Linked DNA regions of Sus scrofa: all the other regions are linked to region 1. A link is a contact called in public HiChIP or PLAC-seq and promoter capture Hi-C data. All regions are on one chromosome and are shown on one strand. The core of a region is the stretch at or near the end of the contact, and the rest is flanking DNA. Distances in the headings are between cores, read along the strand shown. Region 1 holds the start of NEUROG2 (neurogenin-2). Region 2 holds the start of TIFA (TRAF-interacting protein with FHA domain-containing protein A). Region 3 overlaps ALPK1 (alpha-protein kinase 1).

Region 1 (4,363 bases), core at 766-3,265:
ACCTGGCCCTCTAACAAAACAACTTTTTCCCCCTTATAAATCATAAGAGACAGATGGCAAAATGGAGAAGAAAAAGGAAAGAGAAGGGCGGGACAATAGGCATTGTGACGAATCTGGGAAACAGAACAAAGTGCACATCAGAGAGGGAAAGTTTGGTTTGACAGGTGAAATTCCCACAGCCCGCAGACAGCACTGGGAAGAAAGCAGATGCCAGCCATTGCAAATCAGTGGATAATATTATTACCAGTAAAATCATTCAGATGCTAAGATACATTTCTTTCTACTCGACATTAACATCTCTATGTAGAAGCAAAGGTGAAGAGATCACAGGAACCAGTTGCATTCCCCCTGGGAGATTCACACGAACGGCTCCGAGAGAGGGGAGGGGCGTCGGTCGGCTCTGCGAACTCTTTAGACAAGCCCCCTTCATCTCTTCCCGGCATCTTGTTAGCCTTAACAAATGCTCCCCCCGCACCTCTACTATTTTCTTTGACAGTAAGCTCCATCATACCAATAAATTAGGGAGCCTGTCTGAATGAAGGAAGCCTTTAGCCTAGGAATGCAACAAACAGCTGAGGAACTAGAACGGCTACACCTGCTCTGAGTAGTGAGACGGTTTCTAGGGCATGGAGCGCGGGGCAGGAAAGGGGTGGGAGGAAGGCTTGATCGAGGGCAGGAAAGGGTACCCACTAAAGCCTGGCGTGTGTAGCAGAGCTCTAGATACAGTCCCTGACTATGGGGAGGTGAGATGCGTAGCGGTGCTTGTCGGGAGGTGGGGACTGCCAATAGTCCATGTCTGAACCCGCCGGACTGGCAGGAGATAAAGTGCAGCTGTAGGGGGAGGTGGAGTTGGAGGATGCGGAGGAGGACGGCGCGGGGCTGTTGGTGCAGCTCCACGTGGAGGCAGGCGAAGGGCTGTCTCCGCTGCTACTCAGCGCGGCGCTAGAGCCTCCCGGGCTCAGCAAGACTGCCTCGGAGAAGAGCGCCCCCGGCAGGCCTCCGCCGCCGCCCCCGCAGTGGTCGGCCAAGCGGAGGGTCTCTGTGAGCGCCCAAATGTAGTTGTGGGCGAAGCGCAGGGTCTCAATCTTGGTGAGCTTTGCGTCCTCCGGGAAAGTGGGGAGCACCTCGCGCAGCGCATCCAGCGCCGCGTTGAGGTTGTGCATGCGGTTGCGCTCGCGGTTGTTGGCCTTCAATCTACGGGTCTTCTTGATGCGCTGCACCGTCTCGGCAGTTTTGGCGCCCCGAGAAACTGCCCGCGCCCTGGAGGGGCGCCGCTTGCACTCGTGCACCAGACCCAGTAGCCGCGCGGGTCGGCAGCCCTCTGTTCCTCCCGGCGAGCGGCCCTGCGCCCCGGGCCCGGCCTCTGCTCCACGCGGCCGACTCGCCCCGCCCGACGAGCGCAGCTCCTCCTCTTCCTCCTCGTCGGTGCTGGAAGACAGCGGGGTCAGAGCTGCTGAGGCGGGGGAGGCCGAGCGGAGCAACACCAACACGTCCTCTTCCTCCTTCAACTCCAAGGTCTCGGACTTGACGAACATCCTGGAGGAGAGAGCGGTGAAGGAGAAAGAACCGAACGAAGTGTTAATACAGAAGCAGAAGCAAGTTCTTGGTGTCACCGGGACGTCCTCTTGCGCGCTTCGGAGAAGACCGGCTCCGAACAGCGCCAAGGAGTAACGTAAGTTGGGGAGGAAACCGCGCCAGCGCCCTCCAAGCTCAGGAGCGCCCCTCGTTGCGACCCTGTCGCCGGCTAAGTGGGTTCCTAACGCTGCGGGCCGCCGTGGCGGTTGTGTTCCCTCCCGGGAAGGGAATGCGGCTCCCGCAACCGATTCAGCGGGAGCAAGAGGCTTTCGGGTGTGGTGGGACAGAGTGCGGGAAACACCGTTCCAAGTTGGAAGGCCCAGCGCGGATACTTACTTACTTGGCTCTCTAAATGTGCCTCAGCGTCGCTATTACTTTAGACTGTGCTGCGATTCTCCGCTCAGCTCGGAGCACAGCGCCGCGCCTTCTGCGGGTTGGAACCCTGCGGACCTGGCGCTACTGCGGCGCCGCTCCGCGGGGGACCTCTCCTACCCGCGAGGTTGCCAAGAGCCTCGGCGGCCGCGGTGACCCGCCCGGGTCTCGTGTGTTTTGGTGGTGGTGCGTGTCTGTCTGTCAGTCAGTCCCCGGCGGTGCGGCTCCCGGCACGCGACTCTTAGGCACTCCAGTTAAAGCGAAGCTGCTTGTGGTTCAGTGGCTGCGTGTCTGGCACACGACTCTCCTTAAAACCCCTTATATACCACCGAGAAAACAATCAGATCTGCCCCCGGGGCCCCCATCTCCCCCCACCCCCGGCCGCCGCCGCCTCCTCCCCACTCCCGTGCCGGCCCCCCTTCTCCCCCGCTTTTCCCTCTCCGGCTTACTCTTTTCATTGCATTATCATCATTCATTTCTTTCTCTTTTTTCACCCCCTTCCCCCCCTCCCCTAGGCCCTGCCATCCATCCCCCTCCCATCGCCCCCGCCTCTCTTTTCCCCCCTTTATCTAATCAGCATAAAATGGTTCTAAAGCTCCTGTTGGAGCTCGAGGCTGCGGTCGGACTGCTGAAGCGGTGGCGGCAGCATCGGCTCAAGCTGCGGCTGTTGTCGCCGCCGCTGCCCATTGTGATTGGTGGCTCGCGCTCGGCTGGAGCGTGCCGCTAATTTATTAATGAATGGAGGTCGCGAGGCGCAGCTGGCCAATCACGGCGTCCCGGACTCCGGGAGGCCTGCGAGCCACGCGCACCGGAGCCCGCTCCCTTTCAGCGGCTCATTAGGGGCCGGGGCGCTGGCGGCCGCTGGGGAGACCAAGGCGACAGCCCCCGCCGGATCCTCGAGGCTGCACCCCACCCCCCGCCCCCGCCGCGCGCGCACAGGCACCGCACCCGGCGCTGCCCAGCCTCCTAGCTCCCGGACGTTGGGATCCGAGGAATTAGTTAATGGGGGTCAGGATCCCGGGGAAAGCAGTTAGCCCTCTGGTGCTGCCGGCCGTGTGTTGGCAAAGCTTCTTAGGAGCTGTATCAAGTGGTGACCGATTTTAAAATGCATTCATTTAGTTAAAGGAGGAATGGGGTGTGGGTGGCGAGCTGTGGGCGCTTGGTGGGCAAGCGTGTTTAGGTTCCAGAGAGACTCACATGGGAGAGTGAGGCAGTTGGCAGGTTCATAGAGGCATTTCCTGCCAGGGGAGATCGAGTTGGGGGGTGCCGTAGACGGGCTTTCAGAGGGTGTGAGAAGAAAAGCGCTCACGTGTTAGATCTAAAAGGGACTCCTCGTTTTACTGTGACAAACTGAGGCTCTGAGCACTGCTACGGCTTTTTAGTTTGGGGTAGGGGTTAACCCCAGTTTATGGCTGGGCGGTACAGCAAGGAGGCATCCCGCCTGGGTGGCAGCCAGCACCTCCCTCCAGCGAATGGGCTGCACTGACATTTCCATGACCTCTGCTCCGCGCTGGGGGGCGTTGTAGGGACATGGGGCCCATACTCTTGATTCTCCCGGCTTTTCAATGGGAAAAAAGAGCTGAAGGGCTACTGGACTTCGGAGGGAACTTGTTCAGAATTGCTCAGCAGCACTCCCTCACGCCTCCTCCTCCTCACTTTGACGCCCACCCTCTTGTCAGAGTGGCCGACTTCTTAGGGACAGAACCCGAGCCCCCAGAAGTGGGTTCTGGGCCAAGTGTTAGATGGTACATAGAGATCAGGGGTGGATCTGGACTCCAGAAGATTGGAGAGGAGTCCCTTTTGCAAATGAGGTTTAAGCAAGGCACAGGTGGAATGTTAGAACGTGAAAAGCGGCAAGAGAGAAAGTGTCTGTGATCTCTGGCTCATTGACGTTGGAAACAAGTTGTATTTCAGAGACAGGGATGATGAAAGTGTTTTGGCGTGGTTTTAATTTGTTTAATGTTTTCTGCAGGGAGGTAATGAGCAGGCTTGCAAGACACAAAGTAAAGAAAATGAAAATTAGAAACCCGTGAAAGAGACTGTTACTCACGGCAGGTGCCCAACCTTCAGACTTCCTCTTGTCTTGAAATTATTTGAAAACTGCTATAATGGTCACCTTGCTGGTTCATGTTTGTGCTTGGCATCTCCTCCCCTTTAAAAAACAAATTCTCTAAATTTAAAAGCATTATTTCCCCAGTTCCTTCCTCACTCCTTTCAGAACAGCTTCATTTCTCCTGGCAGAAGTGCAGATATTTAAAAAGAAAGGACAAAAACGTCCAGTATCTCCAGAATACAGCATCTGCCTCGTGCACACTTCCTTGAGTCTCTGTCTCTGTGTGAACTTGCAGAATAAGAACTTCATAAAAGAGTTGGATCAAGCGAAAGATGTGTCAGTAGTGGACACCAGAAGTGCTTA
Region 2 (4,363 bases), core at 1,198-3,697, 180 kb before region 1:
CTCTCTCTTGCCCACTACAAACATTACTTCCTATTACCAGTTACTTCACAAACTATAGCAGATAACCTGTAGAGAAGAGGTCCACAGAGGTGTGTGCACTAGAACCAGCAAGACACCAAGCTAGCATCTAGTGTTGGGGATGAAAATACACTATTTCTGCCTCCTCTATAAGAGCAAGAATCTATGAAGCACCAGGTTCCCACAAGTTACCAGTTATTCTTAAACCTGGGTGTGTGGATGCTGTATGTCACTAATAATTCTGGTAGGTTGTTAGCCCTGAAGTCGAGTAAATTATGGTCTCTGACTTCGAGGAACTTAGAAACTAACCTATTCACTAATCTCCAGAGCTGCAAGTTCCCTCTACAAAGTGGCCTAAATCTCTGACATTTTCAGAGTGGACAGTAGGAAAACAGAAAAGTCAGAAACTAACAAAATTAAAAAAATAAATAAATAAAATAATAAAATTGGTGGATCTTTATTTTAAAAGTTACTAGTGACAACAAAAAACAAACACGGAGTTCCTATCCTGGCTCAGCGGAAACGAATCCAACTAGGAACCATGAGGTTGTGGGTTCAATCCCTGGCCTTGCTCAGTGGCGTTGCCCTGAGCTGTGGTTGTAGTTCGCAGACACAGCTCCGATCTGGTGTTGCTGTGGCTCTGGAATAGGTGGCAGCTGTAGCTGGGACTGGACCCCTAGCCTGGGAACCTCCATATGCCGCAGGTGCGGCCCTAAAAAGGCAAAAGGCAAAAAATAAATTAAAAGTCACTAGTGTGTAGGTGCTCAAAAGCAGCTTTTTCAAATGTTTGGCTAAAGTTATCAAAGAAACAAGAACAATGAGCTTATGTAGCGGTAAGGGTTACTTCTGCAGAGGGAAATGGGTTGGGGGTGGACAAGAGACTTTTCACTGCATGCTCTGTACCTTTGCAATTTCAGGCCATCTAATAGCTCTTCAGACATCTAACAAATATTTTCTTTACAAAATCAAACTCTGATTTTTATGAAACTAAATGGAGTTGGAGATTATCCCCAAAATGGAAAATCATGATCTCTGACACCAAAAAGTTGTAAAACACTGAGATGATGTCTGACTTACTGTAATATCTGTGTCAACAAATGAACGACAATAACTTCTGCTGGCACTGGAAGGGAACAGAATAGGAAAGGAAGAGAAACTTGGAAGCAAAGCAAAAGACAGCGATCCCGACAACCCAACCCCTACCCCTGTCACCAGATCATCATCCGCAGCGTGGCTTTAAAGAGATGCATGAACGCAACTATTCAGCAGAATTCATACTTACTGAAGTTACAGGTCTCGCTAAAGGAGTCATGAAAACTACAAGGAGCCGGAGGAAACCCTTAGGAAAGCTCAGGGGTTTTTTTCAGGGAAGATGTCTCCTTTCTCCAACTCTGCCTGATTGGCCAATAACTAGTCAAAAGGCAGAGACCGATTCCCTGTGGCTGCGCGGGCTTCCGCTGCGAGGCTCAGTGCGGATTCTGGCTCTAGAAGATTTGGGAAATTCCCCCGTTAAATCTGAAAGCTGGAGAAAGTCTCAGAAAGCAAGGGATGGCGTTATTTTCCTAAACTAGCCGGCTGAAGCAAAGAAGGCAGGTCTACACGCAACCCCTCTATGACCTACGCTTCTTAAATGGAATTCTTTTTACTGGTTAGGAAAACAAAACAAAACAAAACCTTTGCAAAGCACAGAAAAGTACAAGGAAAACACACCCCATCTCCAATAGTTCCCCCGCTCCATTTATAAACATCTATTTTGGGAAGCTGGGAGCTCGCAGTAAATTGCTAGAGCGTCTGCCGGTAGCTGAGCCTGCAAGAGGAGCAGGTGATGACTTTCTACACAACGGCCCGGAAGACTCCTAGACAATGGTTCCCTCTCCCGTGATAAACAGAAAAGACACAGGCCCCACTTCACCCCTCAGACCTCCACCTGGCAGGTACCTTGGGGTCCCAGAGTCCGTAAATTTCCTCTTCGCTTTCCCGGGCTCGGCACGAGGTTATGGGACGTGATCTGGCGGAGTCCCTCCTGGCAGGTACCTTGGGGTCCTAGAGTCCGTAAATTTCCTCTTCGCTTTCCCGGGCTCGGCACGAGGTTAAGGGACTTGATCTGGCGGAGGCCCTCGGATCCGGGATGGACACGGCTCACCGCCTCGTGTCCGCACTGGACTACGGACCGCAAGTTGCCGGCGGGCTGAGCCGTGGCTTCTGAGGTGGAGGTGGGGGAAGCAGGTGTGAGCCCAAGCGGGGGGACAGGGCCGAGCGGGGAAAGAGGGGCGCAGACGCAACCCAGCGGGCGCCCGGGAGACTGCGGGGTCCAGACCCTCTCGCGCGCGCGGCAACTCCTTCCACTGGCAGGCCGAGCGCACCCCCTCCTCCGAGCCCTTATGAAGACCGAAAGTGCCGTTTTCAGACTCCGCCCGGCCCCCGCCCCTTTCCCGCCAGATGGTCACGTCCGCGGCCGCCCTTTCAGACTAGAAGCCCAGCCTCCAGACCGGGTGCGATGCGCGGTAAACCCACCGGGGCCCCACGCGCCCCCACCCCCACCCCCAAAACAAGGGCCCCTCCAAAGAGGGTGCGACTTGCGAGCTGGATTTTGAAAAGGGAAGGGAATCACTTTGACATTCAGACTTCCCCACATCACACACTGCAAGGGTTAGCCTGGGACCAGGGTGAGGAGAAGTGCGGAGTTGAATTAACCTACCAAGCAAGCCATGTGCGTGGCACACATTATTCTTATCTAATCCTCACAGTCGGGAGAGTAGGTCTCCCTCATAAAGGAGTGAACGGAAGCCCAGAGAGTGGTTAAGTTTCGGGGCGAGGAACAGGATCTCAACTTGCGCCAAAGGTCATTGGCCTCCTGCTGCCCCTGGTGTCCTCACCGTACATCCGGGCGACCAGTCCAGGCACTTCCTCTCTCTCCATTCATTTTAAGGGACTCCTCACTCAACATCCAGAGTCTCGGGTTCCAAAAGTAAGGACTGGTACTTTGTGTCACGGGAAACGGTGGGAGGAGAAAAAGGATTGAAGCAGCGGTGGGAGAACAAAGCTTGCCATTATGAGGTCACACTGGCCTACTTAATTCAAGGCTTGGGAAACCACCTACCAATTCTGGTAAATGTCTGATGGAAGCCAATCATTTGTCTGGGTTCTGTCCTTGACTTCAAGAGTGCTTGTTTATGGGTCTGTTTCACTGGCAATAAAATGACAGTGACGCTTGCTGCTTTACCACCTGATAAAGAGTTGTGAGGAAGGGTTAAGTATTGAACTCTCAGAGTTAGATATAGTCAAGAACCATAAGCATGAGGAAGGAAGTGTGCCCCTATCTCAGGCAGATTCTTCTAAGGCTATAATTTTGGTCGTTAATCATCAACACTTGTTATTTCTTCTCTGAGCGATAGCCACAGGATCTTTTTTCAGGGGAACATTAGAGCAGGTGGAAGATAAGATGTGCAATTTGAGGAGTTCACTTCGTGGTCCCTGATTAACGAACATGCCTAGGATCCGTGAGGAGACAGGTTCCATCTCTGGCCTCGCTCAGTGGGTTAAGTATCCGGCATTGCTATGGCTGTGGCTTAGGAAGGGCAGCGGCAGCTTGGACTGGACCTCTAGCCTGGGAACTTCCATGTGCTGCAGGCGTGGAAGTTTAAAAAAAAGAAAAAGACATGCAAGTTGAGCACAGCAATAAATTCTTACTATAAAATAATATCAGAATTTGAGTTTCTGATATCTGACCTTTAAAATTAAATGAGATGTGAAACTGCTTTATAAACTGCAAACGACTAAGTAGGTGTCATTAATAACATTAATAGAGAAAATGCAACAACAGCTAAAATTCATGATGCTGAACATTATTCCATTTTACTGTTTCCTTGAAGATGACTTACCTGATTGACTTAATGTCCCAAAATGAGACTTTGAATAAACCTTCAATTCCAGATCAGAATCAAATCTCAGTAATGATTTTCTCCCCCTGAGAACTGGTGAAAAATAATGGGCCTTAAAACTGAAAATGGCTAATGGGAGTTGAGCAACAGCCAAGAGTGCACACTTGAAAAGTTTCTGTTCTTAAAGGTTTGAGGAGACAGTTGGTAGTGGCTAATTCTCCTGATTTCAAACTATACTAAAAGTCTATGGTAATCAAAAGAGTATGGTACTAGCACACACACAAAAAAAACCCCACACATAGATCAATGGCATAGCAGAGTGCAGAAATAAACCCATGGCACTTATGGTCAATTAATCTAGACAAAGGAAGCAAGAATATACAATGGGCTTCCTCCTTCCCCTCCCCCAGCACTGCTTAGGCTGCATGGAGTTTGCTCCAAGTTCCTGCTAACCTAGCACTGCT
Region 3 (4,363 bases), core at 1,149-3,648, 150 kb before region 1:
TGGTAGCAGTTGTATCATTTTATATTCCTACCAACAGCATGCTAGGGTTCCAATTTCTTCACTTCCTGGCCAATACTTTTTCTGTTCCTTTTTTTTTTTTTTTTTTTCCCATATGTTGGAAATTACAATAACTCTGGCTCAGGTCGTCAGTGTCAGAAGTGAGACACGTGGACAAGGAGAAATCTCGACAAGACTCTTTACTTCACAGAAAGGTGTGGGCACTCCCAAGAAGTGTGCACACGGAACAAGGACCCTCCCCTATTTATCCCCAGGGCAGGTGATTTACCTGTCCCCTTCCCATTGGTCGGGTCAGGTGCACAATCTTCTGGTTGGCTAATTGAAACAAATTGTTACTGGGAAAAGAGGTATGGGGGTCGCAGAGTTGATTGATCTGGAGGGGGAGCCAGAGCAAAATGGAGTAACCAAGATTTCCTTTGACAGAAAAGACATTATGTTACTTTCTACACATAGCAGCCATTCAAATAGCTCTGAGGTGGTATCTCATTGTGATTTTAATTTTCATTCTCTTACTGATTAGTGATGTTGAGCATATTTTCATACGCTTTTTGGCCATTTGCATATCTTCTTTAGAGAAATGTTCAAGTCCTTTGACTACTTCTTTAATTGGGTTTTTTTTTTTGTGGTTTGATTGTTGGGTGGTAGGAATTATTTGTATATTCTGACTGTTAACTCTTTGTCAGCCATAATGATTTGCGCATATTTTCCCCGTTCCATGAATTTCCTTTTCACTCAGTTCATTATGTCCTTTGATTCACAGAATTTTTTAATTTTGATGTAGTCCAATTTATCTGTTTGTTCTTTTGCTGCCTATGCTTTTTATGTCATATCCAAGAAATCATTGCAAAATCCAAAGTCATGAAGATTTCCCCCTGTGTTTTCTTCTGAGAGTTTTCTAGCTCTTATGTTTTTGAGTTAATTTTTGTTTGTGGTATAAAGGGTCCAACTCTATTCTTTGCACAGGATATTCTGTTTTCCCAAAACCTTTTATTGAAAGGACTCTTTTCCCAGTTGAATGGTCTTGACACCCTCCTCAAAAATCATTTGACTATATATACGAGGATTTATTTCTGGGCTTTCTGTTCTATTCCATTGGTCTTTATGTCTGTAATTATACCAGTACCACAGTGTTTTCACTACTGCAGCTTTGTAATAAGTTTTGAAATCATAAAATTGGGAGACCTCCAATTTTGTTTTTCTTTTTAAACATTGTTTTGATTATTTAGGATCCCTTGAGATTTTATATGAATTTCAAGGTGAATTTTTGCTATTTCTGGGGGAAAAAAAACATTGGTCCTCAATGACTTTTTAAAATATAATCGCTATCACACAATTTTATATTCTCCTTTTTCTTAACATTATAATATAGTTATCCTATTAAAAAATAAGCATTAGTTCTTTTTATTCAAATTCTTCATAAATATACTTTACAATGACAACATAAGTGTAAACATACAAATGGAAGTATAACTGAAAGATTAGAAAATAGTTGTGCCTCAAATTATGTAGCCTCTGTATACTTTAGATACTGTAGACAAAAAAATGAGAAAAAATTTGATTCACAATATGTCAGGGCATTCAAATGCAATATTTATAGTAAGATAGTACATGATTAGGAGGAATGACAACCAATGTATTAGTTTAAAAGGACTGTTTAAACATGTATTACTTCTGACAAGATACAACTCAGAAATCCATTTATTTACTCAGCAAACACTATTGTGTCTCTGTGTTTTCGAAGCCCTAGAAACCTAAATATAAATTAGATGTGGTCTTAACTCTCAGGGAAAGGGAATAAGTACTAAAATGTCATGGAAGTCTAGTATGTGCCATGAGCTTTCACTTTTAGTCTTTGCTTTAAACCTATGAGGAAGTGGTGTTAGTCCCATTTAGAGTTGAGGAAAATAACATTCATTTCATAAAGGCTGAGCTCCCTGTCAAAGGTGACACAGAGAGTGAACAGTAGGGCTAGGATACAAGCTCAGCATTGTCTGCCTCCACAGCTCATGGCCTTTTCACTCTCCCAAGTTGCCTTTCAGCGATTATGACCTGGCACAGGAGACAGGAGTATATACAGCTGACTGTACATGAACTGTGATAGCAATTAATTCTGCTAGATAAAAGTCAAGAAGGGCTTTAGAGAAGAGTCATCATAATGTAAGACTTGAAACCTGAGGATTTTATTAGATAAAGATGGGAGAGCAACATTGATCCATTCATTCATTCACTTTATTCACAAACCTGCACTGAGCTTCTCCCCTGTGTTAGTCACACAGCTAGCTCCAGCTGTGTGCTGGAGATTCGAAAGAGAACCAGTGAGACACTGGCTACTCTCAGGAGTCACAGTCTCTTGGGAGACCGTTAGGTAACTGATACATGACAAAGCCTTGTGCCACGCTCTGCCACATGGTCTAAACAGAGTACTCTGGGATGCTATTCCAAGGTACTAAGCACAGGTGCCCAGTGGCAGAAACTATGCTGTATTATAGATGGTGCTGAGCATGGCAGGTTGGACCCTCCATGCCAGATCAGAGGCTTGGACTTCATCTGATAGGCAACAGCAAGCCAACAGATGTTTTAAGTAGATAAGGGCTACAGTTGGTTCTGTTTTTAAGAAGTTATCTGGCAGTGCGTGAAGGGCAGTGTGCTCAGATAGGGAAAGAAACAGGTGGCAGGAAAACTACAATAAAGGCTAACGGTCTGAACTGGAGAGGCCCCAGTATAGGCAGCAGCAGGCGAGATTGCGAGAGCAGAGACCATATTTATGAGGAGAAGTTGGCAGACTGTGTAGACTGTAGGATGCGTAGTGATAAGGTGGGAGTGAACAGATAGGCATGAACAAAGGTTTCAGGTCATGTGTAGATTCAGAACACCTGCTTTTTTTTTTTTTTTTTGGCACATGAAGGACCTATGGAGCATTTCATAAGTAGATCATGCTCTTTTGAGTTATCAGTGTTTCTTTCATATATTTAGTCATTCTAAAATACTCTAAGGTTTTAATAATTTTTTTTCTCTCAGATGGTGTAAACATGCCCTACAATGCTTTTACACTGTTAATTTGGTTATCATACTCTTTCTCCATAGTACAAGTGTACTTTTTATTGTCGTTATATTAAAACATCATAGATTTTGAGACAAGGATAATGATTTTTTCTGTAATAAAATTCTGAAAGTTTAATGACTTTTTTTTCTGAAATGGAATTAAAAGAAGACTATTGGTAAGGTTAAATAATATGCATCACTATTTTAATGTTTAAAAAAAGTTTTCCAAGAGTTCCCTTGTGGTGCAGCATGTTAAGGATCCCGTGTTGTTGCTGGAGTGGCTCAGGGTTGTTACTGTGGTACAGGTTCGATCCCTGGCCTGGGAACTTCCACATGCCGGGGTGCACCCAAGAAAAAAAGTTTTCCTTTTTCTACATCATTACTAATGCTTGTAATTTATTTAGGTCTTTTTTTCTGTGAAATGCCACATTTGTTTTCATTAACACGTAAAAATATACATCTAGTTGAAAAGTGGTCTCATATGCCTGTAGTGTTAATGCCACCAGAAGAGGGAGGCAGTGAGGCGTTATAAGAACAAATTTACTGGCTCTTAAGTTGCAAAGAATTAAGACCATGATGTGAATGATAAAACGTTTGTCCTGGCTGACATCCTAATTAACTGACTCATTTTCTGAGCCAGAGACTATGGCATAAACATTGTCACAGCATTTTCAGAAATCTGGTGATGATCTTACAATGCAGTAAGGCAATTTGTGGAAATGACTGTTAGGATTAGTGAGGGTCAGTACTAAGAAATGTTCTGAGAATTTTACACCCAGTTTGAAAGAAGATTGGAGGCGAATTAAAAGCATGTTGTTTCTTTTCATTTCAACAGTGTAGGTAGGCAGAGAATGTAATAGTTTGTAGAGACAACAAAAAGCATCTTCTTGGAACATTACAGACATCCCTGAAATAAAAATAAATATTTCCAACTTATCGAATATGCAGTAATACATAGGACTCATCAGCTAAGAGAAATTGCCCAGATTTAGCTAGTATCTCCTTTTAAAAACATTTAACAACAGATATCTTTGTGTATCTCTTATGTGCTAGGAATTATTCCAGTTGCTAAATATTCCAAGCTATACAACAAAGCAAAACAGACACATTCCCTGCTCCACTGGAGTGTATATTACAGTGGGGAAGATGGACTTTACACAAAACCTCACAATTAATTCATTAGTTACAGCGAAAGAAAAAAAGGAAAGCAGTCTACCACAGAGCCCTAGATAGATAAGTTTGGGCTCAACCCCCAAATTGGAAGTTAAATGACATTTTAAAAAGGATCCAAGAACAACTTGTC

Evidence for each region. Promoter capture Hi-C pulls out the DNA fragments that hold promoters and counts their contacts. HiChIP or PLAC-seq counts read pairs in DNA pulled down with a chosen protein or histone mark.
Region 2: a contact with region 1 is called in a promoter capture Hi-C map of fetal liver, with 2.6 times the contacts expected there. The contact joins the promoter of TIFA here to the promoter of NEUROG2 in region 1. A contact is called at or near these places in 4 of 5 promoter capture datasets (fetal liver, fetal skeletal muscle, liver and 1 more) and 1 of 2 datasets of contacts at active chromatin or transcription factors (alveolar macrophages).
Region 3: a contact with region 1 is called in an H3K27ac HiChIP or PLAC-seq map of alveolar macrophages. The contact joins the enhancer-like site here to the promoter of NEUROG2 in region 1. A contact is called at or near these places in 19 of 47 Hi-C or Micro-C datasets (brain, embryonic fibroblasts, epiblast stem cells and 13 more) and 1 of 2 datasets of contacts at active chromatin or transcription factors (alveolar macrophages).

The regions. Positions count from the first base shown.
Region 1 is chr8:110,198,333-110,202,695 of Sscrofa11.1, reverse strand. It overlaps NEUROG2 (neurogenin-2), which reads right to left and starts at 2,015. Exons shown (of 2, transcript XM_021101670.1): 1 at 1,912-2,015; 2 at 1-1,536. The coding sequence starts at 1,535. The coding sequence ends at 717.
Region 2 is chr8:110,375,901-110,380,263 of Sscrofa11.1, reverse strand. TIFA (TRAF-interacting protein with FHA domain-containing protein A) reads right to left here and starts at 2,447. Exons shown (of 3, transcript XM_013978948.2): 1 at 1,957-2,447; 2 at 1,096-1,141. It also overlaps the pseudogene LOC100514667.
Region 3 is chr8:110,350,631-110,354,993 of Sscrofa11.1, reverse strand. All of the region lies in intron 1 of ALPK1 (alpha-protein kinase 1), which reads left to right. Among named protein-coding and RNA genes, the nearest start is that of ALPK1, 15 kb to the left of the region's middle. Within about 2 kb of position 2,398, at least 13 of the 83 cell types and tissues checked have an H3K27ac peak or open chromatin away from gene starts, as enhancers often do. A contact at or near this core is called in alveolar macrophages, fetal liver and retroperitoneal adipose tissue, where this site is marked.